2 separate regions of the Mus musculus genome follow, and region 1 is linked to region 2. A link is a contact called in public promoter capture Hi-C data. All regions are on one chromosome and are shown on one strand. Each heading gives the region's core, a stretch centred on a gene start, on an enhancer-like site or on the middle of the called end of the contact. The rest is flanking DNA. Distances are from core to core; before and after follow the strand shown. Region 1 holds the start of Szt2 (SZT2 subunit of KICSTOR complex). Region 2 holds the start of Nsun4 (NOL1/NOP2/Sun domain family, member 4).

The links. Promoter capture Hi-C pulls out the DNA fragments that hold promoters and counts their contacts.
Region 1: a promoter capture Hi-C map of pre-B cells shows a contact between it and region 2, with 3 times the contacts expected there. The contact joins the promoter of Szt2 here to the promoter of Nsun4 in region 2. A contact is called at or near these places in 1 of 39 promoter capture datasets (pre-B cells) and 1 of 9 other capture datasets (adipose tissue).

The regions. Positions count from the first base shown.
Region 1 is chr4:118,405,756-118,411,625 of GRCm38.p6, forward strand. Szt2 (SZT2 subunit of KICSTOR complex) reads right to left here and starts at 3,508. Exons shown (of 72, transcript NM_198170.4): 1 at 3,408-3,508. The coding sequence starts at 3,434. Med8 (mediator complex subunit 8) reads left to right here and starts at 3,582. Exons shown (of 7, transcript NM_020000.3): 1 at 3,582-3,631; 2 at 5,130-5,248. The coding sequence starts at 3,626.
Region 2 is chr4:116,049,471-116,055,251 of GRCm38.p6, forward strand. It overlaps Nsun4 (NOL1/NOP2/Sun domain family, member 4), which reads right to left and starts at 4,341. Exons shown (of 6, transcript NM_028142.5): 1 at 4,214-4,341. The coding sequence starts at 4,306.

The DNA of each region.
Region 1 (5,870 bases), core at 2,258-4,757, 2.4 Mb after region 2:
ATTTATTTTATGTATGTGAGTTCATTGTAGCTGTCTTCAGACACACCAAAAGAGGGCATCAGATCCCATTATAAATGGTTGTGAGCCACCATGTGGTTGCTGGGAACTGAACTCAGAGCCTCTGGAAGAGCAGCCAGTGCTCTTAATTGCTGAGCCATCTCTCCAGCCCGGGGAACTTACAATCTTGCAGCACGTTTCCACAAACACTATGTGAGTTTCTCCTGCAAACCACAAGCTCCCGAAGGCAGGAGAGCTGCTTTATCCGGGCTTTGTGCCCTTGTGCTTGGTAAATTGACTCATATGAGACCCCGTAAGTCTCCAGTTTGCTACATGAGCATTTTTCCAGTTACTGCCTCAGCCTTGCCCACAGCAGACACTGAAAAAACCTTCACTGAGTAAATGAGGGAATGAGGCCTCCTAGGTGGGATCTCAGATCCAGCTCCTGAGAGGCACAGTCCCCACTCACACACCTAGCAATGTCGGCAGCAGCCTTACTTTCCACTATACAAACCCCTGCCAACTTGTGACTTGTGACATATCCTCTGACAATAAAGGAAAAAGTCTGTCATTTCGTCAATGTGGTAAATCTTAACAGGCTTTGCGACTTGGTCAGCAGTCTTTTTGATCCCCCTCCCCGCCCCCAGATTTTTCCATCCCCCCCCCCAAACAGACCAACTTGCCTACTACCATTCACAAAAACTGAATAATCACCCTAGTTATTGTATCATTACAAACTGAATAAGCATGCTAACAGCTAAGGATGTGGTTTTAGGACAGCAAGACACAAAGTAACCTGATCCTGTCTAAGGTCTTAGAAGGATGGGAGGAAGGTCCATCAGAGCTTGCTGCTGGACGTCCCAGATGGAGGACAGACATCGGCTACTTAAGTACTGAAAGTGCACTGGAGCATTGAGCTGCACAATGCACGGCTTCCACTTCTCTACCTTTTTTTTGCTTTCAAAGCTGTTTTGGATGACCGCTTTTTCCAAGGCCCAGTTGAAGTCTGGTTCACCTGTCAGTTCTTATGGAATCCATCTTGAACCCAGGAATGTTGGTCTAGCCTTCTCGGAAAATTCCCGTTTATCTGATTGCTTGATGGGACCATTTCCAAAACCTCCTAAGCTTTTTTACATTTCAGATGTACTTCACCAGAACCAGAAGGCTGGCTTAATATAATTTAAGCAGGTAGAATGTTTTGCAAAGTGGGATCTGAGCGCCAGCTGCATCAGAATCACCTGAGCCGTTTATTAAAATGCATTATTTGATTCCTGGGTACAATCAGAGACCAACTGAATTCAGAGCTGACAGAGCTCAAGAATCTCCATTTTAACTAGCTCCCCTGGGGATTTTTCCGTATGACTGATTGAGACATTTTTTAATTCAGTTGTGTTTCATAGCATTCACCTCCACATGGAGCTTCAATCCTGACTTCCCTTGAGTCTGATGTGCCTGCCTTTTGAAGCAGTCTGATAAACAAGACAAAGCCAGGCTCTTGGAGTCAAGAGACCTGGATTCTGATGTGTTCTAGTACATGCTAAGTATGTGATCTTGCAGGTTACCCAACTGTCATCTAGGCTTTATTGTAATAGCAAGATAAGGAGATCTTTGCAGGGATACTGACATTAAAGGGGGGAGGGGAGTACAATGGTGTCGGAAGGCTATCACTGATTACGATCGTCGCTGAGGCCCACATACACCGATGCCAAGCTGGATAGTGATGCCAGGCACTGTGTTGCCACTCCCACCCACCCACCAGAGTTTCTTCCTGCTTCTTTAAGACTAAAGACCAAATTATTCTCTTGAGCTTTTTCTAAACCATGTGCTTTCTTCCCACAAAATAACGTCGATACCTCTGCCTCCTAACTATCCGAAGCCTGCCAGCATGATAAACCTTAACCTCTGGCATAACTGCGAGCTGAGCCTTCTCTTTCCCAGTCTCAGCCCCATCACCCACCACTATGGTAAAAGCAGGCCCTTCAGTGTTAAAGGCACCTTGGGGCAAATACTGGCTCTGCATGTTTCTCCATTCCTGAACAGGGAAAGCAAGAATGACAATTTCCTGAGGATTCTACCTGTGTTAGATACTTAGAGAACTTAAACTTCCTGGATCCCACCCATTTGTGGAAGGAGGTTAAATGCCCCACTAAATGTGACACTTCACTTACGCCTCTGCAACACCTATTATAATCCAATGTTCATTTAGTCCCCACAGCTAAGGAGTCTCTGTTTTACCCTCTGCATCCACCCTAACCCTCAGCACAATTCTGGTTGCAGAACAGCACTTGCTTCTTCCTCTCTTTTGGGAGCCTAGCCTCTCTAAACATCACCCTTTCTTCTTGGTATTCTGTTTCTACCCTATTCACTCATAGGGTTTTCATGTGTGTAGTTTATCACATCCTCCCCATACACGGGTGTGTGTACTCATACATTATACATATATAAGATCACACCCGTGTCAGAGTGCACGTGTGCAGGTCAGAGGACAACTTGTAGCTGTAGAGCGAGCTCACCTACCTGGGAGTTCTAGCCCCAATACTAGCTGCACAACTATGCTTCTTTTAATAGTGGCACCTCAGTTTCCTGAAAAGAGGGATGATAATGGTGTTTGCCTTATAGGGTTGAAAGAACTGGTAACAGTAAAGAGCTCAGAATTGTGGCTGGCATACAGTAAGAATTCGACAAGTAGCCATTGCTATTTGTATCGTTACGCACATGCATCAACCTTCCCTCCTACAAGGCTATCCCTCTGGGGTCCTGGACACGCTAGCCAAATTTGGTACCTCCTCGGATCCGCTCGTTCAGTTGGAAGGAGTAGTCCTAAGGTATCTTTGCATGGCATGACACCTCACCTGCTCTGACTTCAGTTGTCTGCTCTGTACATGACAATAAATACTGCCAGATTCCCTGCTGGAGTCTGAATGTCAAAACATACATATAGGGTTCTTTGCATCTAGGGGGTGGGGGGTGGGGTGGGGGGGCGGGTGCCTCGTCTGCCTTTTCTGCCTTAACTTGTGATCCCCAAGCCACATCACAGAACAAATACTTTTATAAAGAAGGAAGCAGGGTCTGTCCTAAGTTAAGACTGGCCAGAGGGTTGTAGGGCTTTGCCAAGAGCACGAACGCTAGAGCGAAATCAACTCATGCTATTGATTGCATTCCAATAGATGAGATACAAAAAACCCCGCAAAGTCGGTCAGCTTCGGCGTGGCACAATGAAAATCCCAACTAATAACCAAAACACGAGTTTTTATCAGCATCACTATCGCTAACAAGTCTGTGGATGGGCGACGAAGATCAGGATGGCATCTGAGTAAACAAAACAGCAACGGCCTCCTTGAGGCTCCGGAGGGTGAAGGCTGCCACACGCCCGCCCTCGGGCCTCGGCCCCGCGCCCGCCCATCCCTCACCTCTGGCTCGGGGCGCTCCGAGGCCATCACACAGCCCTCCCGCGCCGGCCCGGGCCAGGGAGGTTGCTCCACTCCTGACCTCTGACCCGGCTAGTTCTGTACCGGGCAGGAACCGGAAGTTGTTGGGATGGTCCCGTTTTGAGTTTTCTGATTGGTGAGCGCAGCAAGCCGTGCGAGAAACCGGAAAGGGAAGTGGTTGCGCCCGCCGGGCCGCGGCAATGCAGGTGAGAAGCGGGTTGGGCCTTATAGCCGCTGGCGGGAGGGTGATTGGGCTGAGGACACCGGGGAGTTGGGGCTGTGAGCGGAGGGCAGAGGAAAGGCAGCGGAGCCAGAGAGAGCGAGGCCAGCTGCGGGAGGCGCGGGCATCGAGCCCGCTGATGTGAGAAGGTCGGAGGCCCGGGGAGGAAAGGCGGACTTGATTGAGCGTGGAAAAGGATCGTGGTGGCATTTGGGAAGGCTCGGGAAAGTAGTGGGCTGCCGCACGCCTCGATCTAGGCTGTTGGACACAGGCGTCATAAGGCTTCAGAAGGCTAAAGGGATCGTGGGCCTCCAAGGATGAAAACTAAGCTGTTTGTAATTCGAGGCTGTGGGTGGAACCCGGTGTCCAACCCCCTCAGTCACATAGTCAGGTTTGCAAATCAGCTTTGCATCATTCTTCCCGGCTTGTACCTCGTTGCTAAGGGCGGAGAAGTGGGGTAAATAGTCCTCAGATAGTCAAACGGAAACCCTCTGCCGCCTCAGCGTTTAAAATTGTCTAACACTCAGAAACAATGTGCAGGTTTCCTCGCCTTTGTCTTTCATTACTCTTTCATTACTCACTTGGCTTGTTGCATCTGATAAACCTACACTGTTTATGGGTCACCCGAATTATGAAAGAGACACGGGAATATTGGCACAAAGATGCACGTTGACTTTCCAAAGCACCAAATGCTATGGATAAACGGCCAGTTGGGGGACCGGGAAGGGGATTGCAGAGCTGGTATTCAGAGAAAACCTTACAGAGAGGCAACGTGTGAGATTGTCCAGATTGTGTGGTTGACAGTAGCTACACTCACAAGAGGATGACCAGAGGCACCCATGATATAATGAACTTCGGGAATTATTTAGGCTGTGTGTGCAGATAGCACCCCTGTTATCATGGCAAACCTTTCTGAGGTGAACTGAACTTCCTGAAAAAAACAAAACAAAACTGTGTCAATGCCAACACCACAGAGTGACACGAGGGATTCTCATCCACCCAAGGAAAGCAGCGCAGTGACAATAAGCAGTCGTGAGGTAGGCAGGCCACATCTATTTTCCAGAAGAGGAACTGACAAAGAAGAGTGTGCAGAAACCTGAGCACGTTCCTATTAACCCTACTGCAAATCTAAGAGAATGTTGTCTACTGGGAGAGGCAGTGTTTGAGAGCTGGGAGGAGGAGAGCATGGAATTAAAAAGGTGCAAGGCTAAGTGAGTTCGAAGCCAGTTTTGTTACAAAGACAAATCATGAGGTTTCAAGCCAAAGAGAATTAGGTCTGGTGCAATGACCTTCTTGAAGGACCACAGTGTAGGAGGGTTATAGAGGAATCAGTTAGTAGGAGGACTTCAGGCCAGGTGAACAGGTTGAAAGGTCTAAGGGTTGATGCTATCTGTAACCCAAATACCAAGATAGAAAACAATTTAGCTTTTCTGAATGTGTCACGCTCACTTGTATCTGAGTAACCAAACACACTGTTGATGCAGAGGGAGGAGAAGCAGCTTGAGGCATCATTAGATGCCCTGCTGAATCAAGTGGCCGATCTGAAGAATTCACTGGGGAGTTTCATTTACAAGTTGGAAAACGAGTATGACCGGCTGACCTGGTAAGGATTGCCAGGACAAGCTGGGGAGGGATCCATGGGTGGTGGGGCCAAGCCCCCTGGCTGACAGGACATCTCCAGCGATGTACCCATTTATCAACTTGCAAATATCCTTTTTGATTTGGAAAGAACTAGGTTGCCCAACATTGACAAGTTTAGTTTGGCTTAAAGCCTCCATGGCAAGGAAGTAGAAAAATGTCCAGTTTCCCAACCTAGGCTGTTTCTAGGTTTTAATTCTTACGCTTTGGCTTCCTTAGTGAGGAGGCATTTCCTCAGTGGAAGACCATTATAGCTCCATTTATGGTGGCTCTCCTTCCACACATGAGGCTGGATCTGAGATCCAGCCTTCTGGAATGATAGAGTCTGTTACTACATTAGGGAGGAGGCTTTACAGACTTACTACAGTGTAACCACAGCCCCTGTTTCCACTGCTCCCAAACCCAGTCAAACAGTGGGTTGCCTTTTTTCTGTATCTATGTCAAAAATTGAAAGTGTGTTCCTCTTTCCCAATTCCATCTCTACTAGCAAATCTGGTTCTTGCCTATGCCAGACACAGGGCTGCGAGTCTTCGGGGTGAGTCTGAGTGTTGCAGCATTAGGACTTTTAGAGGTTACTTTGTAGGGAG
Region 2 (5,781 bases), core at 3,091-5,590:
ACTTGTGTTTGATCTTTGAGACCCACAGGGCAGAAGGAAAGGATTGATTCCCTTACTTATTGTCCTACCTCCCAAGGTGGACCGTAGCACATACATGCACACATGCACATAAACCATACCCACACCAATAAATAAATGTCATTTTAAAAAGTCTCCTATATGGGGCTGGAGAGATGGCTCAACAGTTAAGAGCACTGAGTGCTCTTTCAGAGGTCCTGAGTTCAATTCCCAGCAACCAAATGGTGGCTCACAACCATCTGTAATGGGATCCAATGCACTCTTCTGGTGTGTGTCTGAAGATAGCTACAGTGTACTCATATAAATAAAAATAAATAAATCTTTTTTTTTAAAAAAAAGTCTCCTATAATCCTACTGCTCTGGAGGTAGAAAAGAGGGTCATTCTTGGTTATATAGAATTCAAGACAAATTAGGATACAAGATACTCTATCTCAAACACACACACAAAGACACATAGAAGCATCTCAAAAAAAATAGGAGGGAGAGATTGGTTGAGGGCTTAATCTGAGATGTACCTCAATGTGTGTGCTCTGAGATGTGTGTGTGTGCACCTGAGATGTGTGCTCAGTGTATAACAGTGCTTGCCTAGCACAAGCAAGGCCCTAGATTTATACCTAGCAAATGTGAAGGGGGTACTTAAGTAACCCAAGGGAGAACTTTTGAAGAAACTGTGAAGGTCCTGGGGAAACTTGAGGCTTAAAGCTTTTTATGACAGATGGTTTCTCTGCATAAACCTAGCTGTCCTGGAACTTGATTTGTAGACCAGGCTGGCCTCAAACTACAGAGATCCACCTGACCCTGCTGCCAAGTGCTGGGATTAAAGGTGTGTGCCACCATGCCTGGCACTTCTATTCTTTACAATCCTGTTTTCAAAGCTTGTTATTGTCTATTAGCTTATGAGAGAGCTCTATGGCAGTGGTGCTCAATAGGATACAAATAATTCTCTGCCGGGCGTGGTGGCACACGCCTTTAATCCCAGCACTCGGGAGACAGAGGCAGGCGGATTTCTGAGTTTGAGGCCAGCCTGGTCTTCAGAGTGAGTTCCAGGACAGCCAGGGCTACACAGAGAAACCCTGTCTTGAAAAACAACAACAACAACAAAAACAACAACAATAATTCTCTTTCCCATCTGATAGAGCAATGAGTCACTCACCTAAGATAATGCAGTGACTGGACGACGTAATGCACAGAATTATAGAGCTGAGAGGTTTTAGGTTTCCCAGGAAGGCAGAATAAAGACAGTTCACAGAATCTTTAGGTAAGAATTAAAGAAGAATGACTGCTATTGGCCAACAGTGAAGGACTTGAGTCAGATTGAAAAAAGAACTGAAGACTTCAGACGAGGAGTTGGCCCTCATTGTAACAACTGAGATACTACTGATGGCAGTCTTGTTAATGCACCTTCTACCCTCGTCTGGGTTTTTGTTCTGGTCAGAACATGCATTCTGGTCATTATTTCTTCTTACTGTGAGGACTCTTAATCTGTCCCACACTTTTCCTATGCTGGAGACTCTTGCTCTGGCTTTCAATTTTACCATCTGCAGGACTCTGGCTTTGCTTCCGACTTCTCTTATGGTGTTTGACACCCATGTTGGTACTCTCATTACGGTCCTGAGTACTGCTTTGGAGAGGACTACTGCTCCGGCTCCGACTTCTGCTCTGAAAGGCACCCCTTCTTAGGGGACTCTTGCTTTGATTATGAAGGGAGCTGTTCTTGTTTGGGCTCTGACTTTTGTTTTGGTGGTTAATCTGGCTGTCACTACTTTGATAGTCACTACAAACAATAGTTGAACTGACAGAAGTGCTACAGGTAGAGGAGGTCTTGGATGGAGGCAAAGAACAGCTGTAGGGGATCTGGGAGGGATTGTTCAGTGGGACTGGAGAAGTCACAGCATAGGTATGAATGCCACAGGGAACAGTAGTGGGGCAAAACCGAGCTCGAGGGACAACAGGTAAACATCGGGGGTCAAAGGGTGTTCTCAAAGGGATAAAAGAATAGATGTGGGTGGAACAAGGAGGCGCCACAGACTTGATATGGGATGGCGGACCCCTGGGAGCAGAATAAGTGCCACAAGGGAGAACCGCAGGCTGAGGGAGAGGTATAGACTGATTTAGGGGACTAGAGAGTGGGGATAAATGGGAGGTGGGAGGAACCACAGAATACATATGAGTATTGCAGGGGGAAACTGGAGGTGGTACGTGGGGACTACTCTTAGGATATCTACTGGGCAAAGCAGGATTACAAGGCGAGCTATGAGGACAGGAAGTAGGAGCAACAGTTTTGAGGACAGCGGTCTCTGGGGGAGGTTCTTTTGGGCAGGAATTTGAAGTAGTTGTGATGGCTGGCTCCATACATGGACTAAAGAGGCCAAAGGACTGGGAGGGAGGCTGAGGACAGGTGTTGGTCTTATGGGATTTAGAATGGCTAGGAGGAGTGTGGTGGGGTGTATTGTCTAGGGACCGACACTTGTAGGGATTGCGTCGTGATTCAGGGGATTTGGGGGACTTCATTTGAGGGGGAGCTGAGGTAGGAGGGCGGGGTTCATTATAACCTCTGGGTGACTGAGGTGGAGCTACACACTGGTTGTTCAGGGGAGATGGGAAATACGGGGAAGGATTAGGACACTGAGGAAGAGGTGGTCCTGTGGTGCAGGAAGGACCAGAAATTATAGTACCTGGGGTTAGTAAGAGGTAAGAGTTCCCCCCAGGCTCCCACAGAAAGGACCCTACACAGGGCTTCTGGAGAGCCTGAGGCAGGGATGAGCTAGGAGAACCAGCACTCTCAGGTGGTAGGTTGATAACACAGAAAGGACTCCTAGGGGCAGATATCTGGGAATCTGGGCATAAATGGGAATAATGAATACAGCCCTCTTGAGGTGAGATGGGAGAGCCAGACATGCCTGCCTGAGAAGAAAGTGGAGGGCCACAGCCATTTTTCCCAAGAGGTACATCAAGCTGTGGTTTAGGTTCACAAGAGTTTGGAGGCATAGGGTTGTCGTGGTAAGGGTTGCCAGAGGGTGGGGAAGATGCTGAAGAAAGGGGAGGATCATTGTAACTTCTTCTAGAGGGACAGTGGGGCCCTCGGTGAGAAATGGATGCAGGGGTTAGAGGTCTAGTTTCCACAGATCGGTGAGCAAGGGGAGGTGAAATTGCAAGGCCAGGTCTCAGGGGCCGATGGGTAAGAAGAGGTGAAATGATGGAGTAATTTCCCTGGGACCCTGGCATAAGGGGAGTCGAAATCACCGGGCCTGTCTCCAAGGTTATATGAGTAAGTTCAGGGGAAGTTACTGGGCTGGCTCTAGGGGCCTGATGAATGAGAGGTGGGGAAGTCACATAACAAAGACGCGGACTTGGAGGGCATGAACGCTGAGATTCTGGGGAATCAATATAGTTGCAACATAGGTTCCGCTGATGAGGAGAGGGTGACCCCTGAAGGCTGAATCGGTCAAAACAAGGAGAGGATGAACCAGCTGGCTCTTGTCTGTACAGCCTTCCTAGGAGTGGAGAAAAGGGTTCAAAGGGGCACCTCTCCGGTGGGGGTGGGGAGGAGAGGACTGGGGGCGGAGGGGGCGGGGTGGGGATCCGTCGAGGTAAGCACGGAGAAGAAATGGTGAGGCAAGAGAAAGGTTCTCTAGAGTAAGGGGGGTTGGTGAATCTGTTGCCTGCATTTGGAGAAAGGCCAGCATTACAGGAAAGGTGGTCGTTGAAGTCTTTCCCGGGCGCCACAGGCACCTCGAGAGTGAGAACAGGGGTGAATCCTTTCCTGCAGGACGACGGAGACTCAGGAGGGAAGGAGTAGTTGTTAGGGCAGTCTGCTTGAGGTGAAGTTGAAGGGGCTGAAATTTTAAGGAGGAAAGGAGGGGAAGAGTTCATGGGACTGGAGGGGAAGGGTAAGAGGGAGGAAAGAAAAGGAAAAAGAAGGGTGGGAAGGGCAAGATAAAAGTAAGCAAGAAAAAGTAACATGAGGCGATGTAACGTCACCGAATGAAAGCTCAGGCCGTGACTTAACAGAGAGGGGCGGAGTCAGGGGGCTGCTTACGCAACAGGAAGAGGCTTGTGGTTAATAAAAGGACAGGCAGGCGTGAGACAAGAGCTCCAAGAAGGTTACGGTCCCTGGAGTTCATGTCCCGAATGCAACTGTGAGTGACGGGAAACGCAAGGGCTGGATAAGTCTCCCTCTAATGTCAGACCTTACCCATTTCTTCTTATATCGATATCTCCGCGGGACCGGCGTGAAGTCCACGAGCTTCAGCAGCTTCCGAACACATCTTAAGACGGGCGCAGCCATGTCAACTAACAACGCCAATAATTCCGACTGAAACTGCAGCTGCGCTCTCGCGGGTTCCGGGAAGGATTGAGGGCTGCTTAGAATATCAGCGGCAGACAGGGCGGGGCTAGGCTTGCGGCGCCCCCAGGGCTCCGCCTACCTCCACACCCCACCCACCAGAATCCTCGGGGCGCACACGAAGCGGTGGCTGTGCTAGAGCATCTAAAGGAGCTCCTAGGAAGTTGCAGGGAAGGCCTTCTGGGCTCAACCTGCATGGAGAAAGCTGCCGAGGTAGAACGAAATTAGAGCAGACTATAGACAGAAGCGGAATTGCTAGGAAGCCATAGAAGCCAGTTTCAAGATCTTCCTTTTAGACGGTTCTTTTCAAGACTCGGTACCTAATTTTGTGTTCTTTCTGAGACTATCAAATTGACTACGCCGCTTAGGATCCAAGAAGAAAGGGGGTGATCACTATTTTTAGAAATGATCGTTTGGCTGAGCAGAGTGGCATATGTCTTTATTCCAGCACTTGGAAGGCAGAAGCAGACGGATCTCTGTGAGTTCCAGGCCAAGCTTGGTTTTCATAGCTACAGGTCAGACAGCTTTTCTGTAACCTTACATTTATTCTTATAATGTATTGCCACCCACCATATAGTATAATCAGCTAAGTCGTAATTTTTTAAAAATGTTAAGTATGTCAAACTGATCTCTGGAAGTTGTGGGGCAGCCAACGTCTTTGAATTAGTGAGCTCCAGATTCCATGAGACCATCTGAAGACGTGTGGTGTTGACCTGCAGCTGCCATTCATAGACCATATGCACATATGCATGAACATATACAAACATATAACACACTCTTTTCTTTTCCTTTTGATTTTTGAGACAAGATCTCACTACATAGTCGTGGCTGGCCTATAACTCTCTATGTACACCAGGCTAGCCTGGAAATTATACCTGCTTGCTTCCGTCTCCCAAGGGCTGGGATTAAAAGGGTGTGCCCAAACTGTAACTCATACAAATATAGAATGAGCACCTGCCAAAAATTGTACTCATCATCCAAGTCACATACGTATCTGTCATTATCTTTTTTTTTTTTTTTTTTTTTTTTTTTTGGTTTTTCGAGACAGGATTTCTCTGTATAGCCTTGGCTGTCCTGGAACTCACTTTATAGACCAGGCTAGCCTCGAACTCAGAAATCTGCCTGCCTCTGCCTCCCAAGCGCTGGGATTAAAGGCATGCGCCACCACCGACTGGCTATCTGTCATTATCTTAAACAATAAAAGTAAAATAAGACTTAAACAAGTGAGAATTTGAGTTTCAAAATTTTAGTGAGCCAAATGAGGCCACGATGGCACATGTCCTTTTGTTTCTTTTTTTTTTTAAGAATTTTTTTTTTAAGATTTATTTATTATTATATGTAAGTACACTGTAGCTGTCTTCAGACACTCCAGAAGAGGGAGTCAGATCTCATTACAGATAGTTGTGAGCCACCATGTG